Regions from separate parts of the Mus musculus genome. Here region 1 is linked to region 2. Evidence: chromatin contacts called from public HiCAR-type data. All regions are on one chromosome and are shown on one strand. Each heading gives the region's core, a stretch centred on a gene start, on an enhancer-like site or on the middle of the called end of the contact. The rest is flanking DNA. Distances are from core to core; before and after follow the strand shown.

Region 1 (4,339 bases), core at 94-2,593, 200 kb after region 2:
CAACTATGAGGCTGTTTTTGCCTATGCCCTGTGAGAAGGTCAAGTGCCAGTCAGAAGCCAGCAACCATCTGCCTGACTAGGTGACTTCCTTGAAATGTGTGTCAAGAGGCAGCCTGGTCCCCGACCCGAGTGAACAATGCACCGAATGCCTGTGTCTCAGGGATGGGAACACAGAAGTGATAACGGGGAAGTGTCCATCATGGTCAGTCTTCAGGACTGGGGGAATCTTTTCTGTTTATGTTTCTACAACATAACTCATCCTGGCTAGTACAAAGAGATGTGTCTGGCTATTTGAAGCCTCTGAAGCAAAAACTGCAAAGTCCTACTATGTGCATCTTGCTTTGGCAACCATGGTCTTATTGCTTTTCATACACAGAACCTTAGTCTGTCTCTTGACCCATCCCACAGATGCTTGTAGGCTAGATTCTCTGTGAACTGTCTAGCTTGCATGCTCGGCTCAATGCCTGGTTTCCAACAAGCACTGGAGCTGCTAACAGGCTATGTCCTGATGCCTGCCACTGCCCTTGAGCACCAAGTCTGTGCTCACTGGACTGGTCCTGGTACTCATGGTCTCTGACAGTTCTCAGAAATCCAATTTTCTGCTTTGACCCAGGGTCAGAGACACCGGTCAATAAGCAAGGAGCGTGTTCATCAAAAAATTGCCTTAAATAAGAATGTAAACAGAAAGGTCACTACAAGGGAAATACCACATACAGAGAATGGGGAGCTGAAGAAACAGCTGTTAGTCCAGGAGACTCCGAAAAACAGATTAGGCAGATAGAGGGGCGTGGCCTGGCATCCAGGACCCGCTGATAGACTTAGAGACCCTGAGCATGTGGTATACTCCCCTGCAGACTTAAAAGGCTTGGTGTCTGGTGGGGATCCTTTAAGTCCGAGCCTCTCCACCTATGTGTTGTGATCTCTTTGGGCACTCAGAGTGGGGAAGGGGGTATTGAATGATTCTTTCACAAGGGTTGCCTAAGCCGATTGGAAAAGGCAGATATGTACATTACAATTCACAACAGAAGCAAAATTACAGTTGTAAAGTGGCATCAAAACCTGAGATTAAAGGGTCAAGCATTGGGAAGGTTGAGAACCACTGCTCTAAGTCAACACTGTATCCCAGCTCCATTGCCCACCATGGCTAAGGGCAGCACCACGGACAGTCTCCCTGTGGCCTGGGAGGTTGTATTCACATGCCCGCGGCCTCCGCAGACCCCCAGCACCGGCACTGCCAAGTTTTGAGTAGAGCCAGAGTTTCAGTCATAACTATCTCCGAAGGTCAGCCAGCTCAGCCTGGAAAATTCCTGAGTGACAGCATCACCACATTCCAACACGGCTTCAGTTTCTCCAGCGGTTTCTTTGGGGAAAGCCTAATTGAAACCATGCGAAGCCATACAGGCGCTCTGTCTTAAAGGTGCAGGAAACATGAAGAGAGACACTGGATAATGAATTGACTCTAGGGGGAGGTACATGTATGCTCACTAATGTGAGGGCCAGATTGATGTTGGGTATCTTTCTCCACTTTTTTTTTTCTTTTTGGAAACAGGACTGCTTGCTGAGCCTGGGGCTCACTGATTGGCTAGGCTAACTAGCCAGCAAACTGATGAAGAGGGGTCCCCCTGTTCCTGTGTTGCCACCCCACCCAGGGCCCCCACACCTGAACTATCCGTGGCTTCTGGGAATCTGAACTCAGGTCCTCAGGATGGCACTGCAGACACTGTACTCACTGAGCCATCATCCCAGCCCCTATGATGACTATTCTCTTAGAGCCCGCTATGCTTCAAGTGGTATCCAACCCCCCTTTTCCTTCTCCTGGACAGACGAGTGTCTGCAGTCCTGTTGTTATCCATCCCTTTCCGGCTGAGACACTGAGTACACATTTTAAAGTTTAAGAAACATCGAATAATCGAAAGATCCTGTCCATCAGGAATATTGGTTACACACAACAGGAAACCGGAGTGGATGGCTTTAAATGGAGGGAATTAAGCTTCCATCTCTTAATAGCTTAACGATGTCATCAGAGCCCAACTGTCAGAATTCTGCATCCTTGGCTTCTCTGGGTTTCCTCTCGGGATCATTCCTAGAGCACCTCCTGCTCCCACTGTAGGATGGCAGCTTAACCCAGTGGAAAAAGAGTCTCTGTCTCCCCGAAGCCACAAGTCTCCATGCACCTCACTGGCCCTTTATGTGTCATGGGCCTTTCTCTGTGTCAGTGAGAGGAGCTGAAGGAAAAAGAGCTAGTAGCCTCGGCCACTTGACAAAGGGTTAGTCCAGCCCTCCTGAGAGCAGGAGATGGATCCCAGAGAAACTGGGACGAGGCTGTGGCGCCTTCCGGGTCGGCACCGCAAAGATCATGCATTTGAGGGATGTAAACAGAGGTAAGATGTGGAGAGGTCGTCAGGTACAAAGATGAGACTCCTTACCTAGAAGAGTTCTCGGGTCAGATACTGTGACCTCAGAGAGCCCTCTCAGTGTGAAGACACAGCAGGACACGACAGGACAATGAGACAGAAGATGCTAATGCAAATAACCGGGATGGGAAAATGGATTTTTCTAAACAATGATGTAAAAAGGATGTGGTCACCAAGATCAAGGAGAGTCAATTGCTAGCAACGGTAGCCAGTTCAGGTTCAATAGACAACTACAAACTGATGGCAGGTTCACAGGCTGGGAGGGAAACCTGACGGAGTTCTCCAAAGGAGCAGACCTGAGTCAACTCTGGAGTTCTAGGGTAGGAGCAACAGAAGGCACAGAGGACTGCGCCTTCAAGCACTGTCAGAGTGGGTCTGTCCCTGCATCTAGTTACCCAGCCAGAAGGATAAGATTATTCTTCTTCTTCTTCTGATTCTTCTGATTCTTCTTCTTCTTCTTCTTCTTCTTCTTCTTCTTCTTCTTCTTCTTCTTCTTCTTCTTCTTCTTCTTCTTCTCCTCCTCCTCCTCCTCCTCCTCCTCCTCCTCCTCCTTCTCCTCCTCCTCCTCCTTTTCTTTTCTCTCTCTCTCGCTCTCTCTTTTACATATTTGTGCACTCACTATGTATGCTGTGTATGAAGGTCAAGGGTATTGGGTGTCTTCCTCTATCACACCCCAATTGCTTGGGAGAGTTCTCGTGTCATTTTGTTTTGTTTTGGTTTGGTTTGGTTGGTTTAGATAAGATCCCTCACTGAACCTTGAGCTCACTCTTTCAACTAAACTGGATGGACAATGAGCCTTGGGGACCTCTGCACCCCAGCTCTGGAATTACAGATATACACCATCCTACCTAGAGTTTTTTTAACCTTAATTCCAGAGAGGCAAACTCAGTTCCTCACGTCTGTGTGGGAAGTATTTCCCCACTGAACTGTCCCAAGTCCAGGAGAAGCCATCTTGATTCACAGGTCTACAAAGGAACCACTCAGCTGACAGAAGTTCCCTAAGCCAAGGTCAAGATGCTTTCTCTTAAAATGCAGAGAGGATGTATAAGAGCAACAGGCCATGGTCCCAGCCTTCAAAAACGGATTATGGCTGTAAATCACAACTGACCATTGGCCACCCGGCTCCAGTCAGAGCCTGTAGTCTCCACCTTTTGTTGGGTTGTTTAGAAAGGCCCAGAGAAGCAGGGCCTCCCCCTCATCCTTATATACTCAGGAGCCAGTCTCAGACACACCAGGGCCAGCCTGTATAATCCTCATTAGGCCTCTGTGTGCGACAGTGAAAACCACAGAGCCAGCCTGGAGAGCACACACTGCAGGCAGTGGGACACCATGCAGAGGTTAAAAGAGGCACACACGGAGCTTTAAGTGTCCTTGCGAAATATGGCCTCTTTAGTGCATGCGTAGTGCGATGTATTTTATGCCTAAAACATTTAAAGCCAAGTCGAAGGAATCTATGCTCGTTGTCTCCTCTGAATGACTTCTCTCCATTGTGAGTCATGCATGCGTCTTCAGATAGCTTCACAGTGTGGGTTCTCCCTGTCTCTGTCTCTCTGTCCCTCTGTCTCTGTTCTCTCTCTTTCACGCACACACAAACGCACGCACGCACACACTGCTAAGCAGGCTTCTGCTTGCCCCGTTTTTCTGAATTCTTTTGGAGTTTGGTTTGGTTTGGTTTGGTTTGGGCAAGGTTATTGGGGAACTATCTCTCCTCCCAGCAGCATTCCACACATCGTGATTTGTCCATTGATTGTGTCAGAGCTAGAGAAGGAGCTGTCAGCACAGCTGTCTCCCCGCAGGGACCTGGACTTCCTCCAGCTGCACAAAACAGGGATAACAACTGTCACATGCAAGCCTGAGATGACAGCCAAGAGGAACCACAGCCTGGAATGGATGGGAGAGGCAGGTGTGTCCAGAGGGAAGTGAAA
Region 2 (4,591 bases), core at 1,902-4,401:
ACACTCACAAACACAAAAATAGGTAACAATGTGAAAAAAGAAATAGCAAGCTAGCTGGAGAAGGCTTCACCACATACCTAAAGAACAATGAGATCTCTGCCCAGTGTGTGAAGTCAAATTGGCAACAAAGTGACTAAGTGAAAGCCTTAGAGGACTAGAGCATTAAAAAAATTTAAAAGATAAAACAAACAAACATGCTTGGAGAGGGTTGCTAAGGTTAAGGAAATCATTGTCAAGATGAGAATTACAGGCCCTTAGCTGTGGCAATTCTGCCCCTGGAGTGTGGGGTTATGGGGAAGGCAGTTTACAGACCCAAGTAGGAGGGAGTGGCTTGGGGTTGCAGGGGTTTGTGATGGAGGTCTGTCTGCCCACTCCCAGGCTGCCACTGGGGCTCACACAAAGCACTGGTGTCAGGAGCAGGAGCCTCAGCCTGTGATTCCCGTCTCGTGAGTCTAGCACCTGTGCACCCAGAAGGGGATGCAGAGACAGACTGCAGTTCCTACCAGAGCCATGTTTCCCATTAAAACATCTACCTGCAAGAAGGGCATGGTGGCTCTGTCTTGTTATCTAAACACTCAAAAAGCGGAGGCAGGAGGCTTGCTGTGAGCCTGATGCCAGCTAGGACTATGTGTTGGGATCCTGTTTTAAAAAACAAACAATCCCTCAGCGTCCATTTGGATCACAATCAGTGAAATGTTCGAATTGTGTTGAAGACTGGAATGCGTTCAGAGTGTTAACCTGGGAGCAGCAGGGATTCCCTCCCTGTGTCTGGGTTTCAAGTCCAAAATAATTGATCATGGTGTCTACCATCTGATTCTGGAGAGCTGGTTTGGAGAAGCTCAACAGGAGACAAAGAATGCTTGGTAAAGAAAACAGGGAATGCTGTCTGTCTGTCTGTCTGTCTGTCTGTCGGATCCACATAGTCACAGCCAGGACCAAACTCAAATGTAGTTGTTACTTCATATATGTCTAGCTCGGTGGACAAAACAGAACTGGGTCTCTCAGTAGCTCAGTGGACTGGCTGAGGACACAGTGACTCCAGTAGCCAGAGAAGAGTATGGCTAACCCAATGTGGATTGTTGCGTTGATTCACCTGGCCAGTGTAATATTTTTCAGAACTCTCTCAATATCCCCATTACACATCCACCTCCCTGCCAAATGGAGTATCTTCCCTTTGAAGATTTTCTCAGTGTCTGTGAGGTGACTGGAGCCTGCTCAGTGGGGTTTGAACTTTGAATGCTCTTGCCAAGGAATGTGAACTTATATAGAATCCGCTCACACGCTGAGGCTCATTGGAAATACACTGTACATCCTGACGGTTCTGTTATGAAGATCACAAATCACAATGCACTGGGTGTGTAGGTGGGTACCTGCGAGCTCAGTGCTCACTAGGTGAAGGCAGGAGCATGGAGAGTTGAGACCAACCTCACTGCTTAATAAGATCTTGACTTAAAGGAAAAGGAGGGAAGGGGAGAGGAAGGGAGGGAGGGAGAGAAGAGGAGAAAAGGGGAAGGGAGAGGAGAGGAGAAGAGGGAAGGGGAGAAAGAGGAGGGGAGGGAAGGGAAAGGAAGAAAGGGAGGGAGGAAAGAGGAGAAACGGGGAACGAAGGGGAGAGGAGAGGAAGGAGGGGAAGGGTAGAAAGAGGAGGGGAGGGGAAAAGGAAGGAGAGGGAAGGGGAGGAGAGGGAAAGGAAGAAAATGGGGGGGGTGAGGAGGGAAGGGGAGGGAAGGGAGGGGAGGCCAAGGCAGAAGCAAATGAGAGACAGGTGGGAGGTGAAAGAGGAATCTGCCTGTTGTCCTATTCTGACCTCCACATGTGTGTCCACAGGTGCACACACACTCGTGTGCCGTGCCACATGTATGCATAATATATATCTCCCCACCCACCGACTTTGTTTCTGAAGAATGTTGAGGAGAAAGCCTCTAAAGTCAGCCATTCTGCCAATTTATTCTGAATTTCCTTCGCTCTTTTAGAAGGAGAAAATGAGGGCTTTGGAAATAGCTCAGCTGGAAAAGTGCTAGCCACAGGGGCATGAGGTCCTGTGTTTGGATCTCTCTGTAAAAATCTGGTGAGGGTGCAGACCAAGACAGGCAGCTCTTCAAAACTCACGGACTGCCAGCCTAGCTGCATGGTGTGCTTCAGGTTCAGGGAGAGACTCTGCCTCAAACACCGAGGTGAGAGCAGTCGTAAAGACACTTGATGCTGACCTCCTGACTCTGTATATGAAATCTCATGTATGCACACATACACACCACCAATGCACACATACGTGTGTACACATGAATACACCTCCTTGGCACTGCCTGCTCCCAGAAGTGCCTGGCACATTTGCAAAGCTGTCTGCTCAGAAGCTTACCTTGTGTGGAGGGGAGGATGGACGCCCTAGGGGGTCAGGGGTGGACTCTGACCCCGGCGGATCATTAAGATGATGTCACTAGGATTTGGGAGCAGGAAGTATGACCTGGTCAGAGGAAGAAAGGTGCTCAAAACGGACTTTTGAAGGACATTTCTAGTGTCCCAGTGTCCTATTCCCTGTCCCTCTGCCACATGCTCTAGCCTCCATGGTGTTCTGCCTCACTTTGGGCTCACTGAATCAAGCCAGTCAATCTGAAATTCTGAGCCAGAATAACCCTATAACCCCTTTTTAATGTAACTTGACTTGCTCAGGTGATTTGTTACAGCAACGGAAAGCTATTAACCATTTCCTTACCTGTTGCTCCCAGGTGTGCTCTCTCTCTCCCTCCCCCTTTCTCCCTTTCTCCTTCTCTCCCTCCCCTCTCCTCTCTTTTGCTTTCTTTTTTTGAGACAAGGTTTCTCTGTGTACCTTTGGCTGCCCTGGAACTCACTCTGTAGACCAGGCTGTCTTCGAACTTGATCTCACAGAGATCCACCTGCTCTGCCTCCTGAGTGCTGGAATTAAAGGTGTGCACCAGCACACACACACACATCACATGGCACATTTCAACCACGTGTGAAGTAGAGATGCCAGTGAGAGGCACCCCCAAGACACATCCATTCCCAGCTTCAACATCACCGGGAATCTTGTTTCGTCTTTGTCCATTTGTGTCTTTTCTACTGGATTATCTTGAGGCCAATCCTAGACGTGACATCATTTTATAATACTTCATTACGTGTCTCTAAGAGGTTCCAAGTACAGACAGGATATCAGGATCTTGTCTGGAAATGCTTAGCAACAATCCCCGAGGCATTATCAAACATCTGCTCAGAGCTGGAACTTTTCTGCTGATCTCAAATACACCCCCCACCTCGGGAGTTATGGCTATGATTATTATTTTAAGTAAGACTTCGGGTGAGATCTGGGGCTGGAGGATGCTTCCGACTGAGGTTTGATTGGCAGAAGTTCAGTTTGGACACCTCCTCTTTTAACTACGCTTCTCCTGCTTTAGAGTCCTGCGTCACTGTCAACCTGCCTATCCCGGTCCCAACTGTGCAAACACACCATAGGGGCAGGAATCGCTCCTCAGGTCTGTCTGCATTCTGTCCCCACTATAGGAACAGGGTCTGCCGTAGAGTTTCGAGTAAAGGTGTTTAAAAATATATCTGGTTCTTATCAGGTTCTTGCCGAACTGGTAAATCTTTACATAGGCCTATGCCAGTAGATCGTTTATCAGCCTGTTTTTCATTACTGTAACGAAATACCTGAGGCTGGATCGCTGTAAAGGAAAGAAATGTTTTATTTGATTCACACTTTGGAGGATGAAAACTCAAACAGCACAGCGCTGGCTCTGGTGAGGGCTGCTGGGTAGTGTGGCTAGTGACAGATGGCATCATGGGTGGGGGTGGGGGGACGGGGGATACATTTGAGAGGGAGAGACAGGAAGCCTGAGAGAGGAAGTGAGCTGGTGACAACCTCCCACTAGCTCCACCTCTTAAAGGGGCTAATCACCACATCACATGAGCTCGGTTACATAAACACAGATCTTGTGTCAGACTTGTGACAAATCATGGGTGGCATGTCCCATCAAGCATTTGTTACAATAGGAAAGTGAGGGCTCCACTCTAGCCACCTCAAAACAGTAGAGTTTCACTACTGGAGGCAGGTCGAAGGTCCTGGAGGAGGTTTTCAAGGATTCCCGCTGTGTGGATCAATTCTTGGTAGATCAGCAGGGTCCTTGCTGGGGATAGGCCAAGCAGGTGTGAGGTGGGGATTCTTGCAGGGATGCAGGTCTGGTGAGGCCAGGGTCAAAGTTCAAAGTTCAGGCCTGGTTGCAAAGAAGCCTAGAGGACCTGGCTAAAACTTGGTGAATGAGAGTAGTTGTCCAAGGATGAACTAAATGTTCTTTTGCCCCAGATTAATAGATTTTTCCTCCCCTGTGTGTGTGTGTGTGTGTGAGTGTGTAGGATGTCTTCTGGTGTTTTGCTCTATGTCTTGGTCTTGGTCTATGGTCTTGCTAGCCAGCCAGACCCTGAGATCCTCCTGTCTCCCATGCCCACGGTACTGGGGTGTGAGGCACACTTACAGCCATGTCTGACCTTTTACATGGGAGCTGGGAATTCCAACTCAGGTCCTCCTTGGCCACTCCAGTGCACTTCATTAACATTCTTTGTAGGCCTTTCTCCCTGCCCCCCT

What was found. HiCAR-type assays count read pairs that join an accessible place to other places.
Region 1: a HiCAR-type map of fibro-adipogenic progenitors shows a contact between it and region 2, with 3 times the contacts expected there. The contact joins two enhancer-like sites. A contact is called at or near these places in 2 of 484 Hi-C or Micro-C datasets (bone marrow-derived macrophages and cerebral cortex), 6 of 115 datasets of contacts at active chromatin or transcription factors (embryonic basal ganglia, embryonic stem cells, fibro-adipogenic progenitors and 2 more) and 3 of 9 other capture datasets (embryonic stem cells, embryonic trunk and liver).

Annotation. Positions count from the first base shown.
Region 1 is chr2:166,425,873-166,430,211 of GRCm38.p6, forward strand. No RefSeq gene overlaps it. Among named protein-coding and RNA genes, the nearest start is that of 5031425F14Rik, 19 kb to the right of the region's middle. RefSeq lists an enhancer at 532-2,788. Within about 2 kb of position 1,344, at least 87 of the 459 cell types and tissues checked have an H3K27ac peak or open chromatin away from gene starts, as enhancers often do. A contact at or near this core is called in fibro-adipogenic progenitors, where this site is marked.
Region 2 is chr2:166,222,355-166,226,945 of GRCm38.p6, forward strand. No RefSeq gene overlaps it. Among named protein-coding and RNA genes, the nearest start is that of Gm30536, 30 kb to the left of the region's middle. Within about 2 kb of position 3,152, at least 4 of the 459 cell types and tissues checked have an H3K27ac peak or open chromatin away from gene starts, as enhancers often do. A contact at or near this core is called in fibro-adipogenic progenitors, where this site is marked.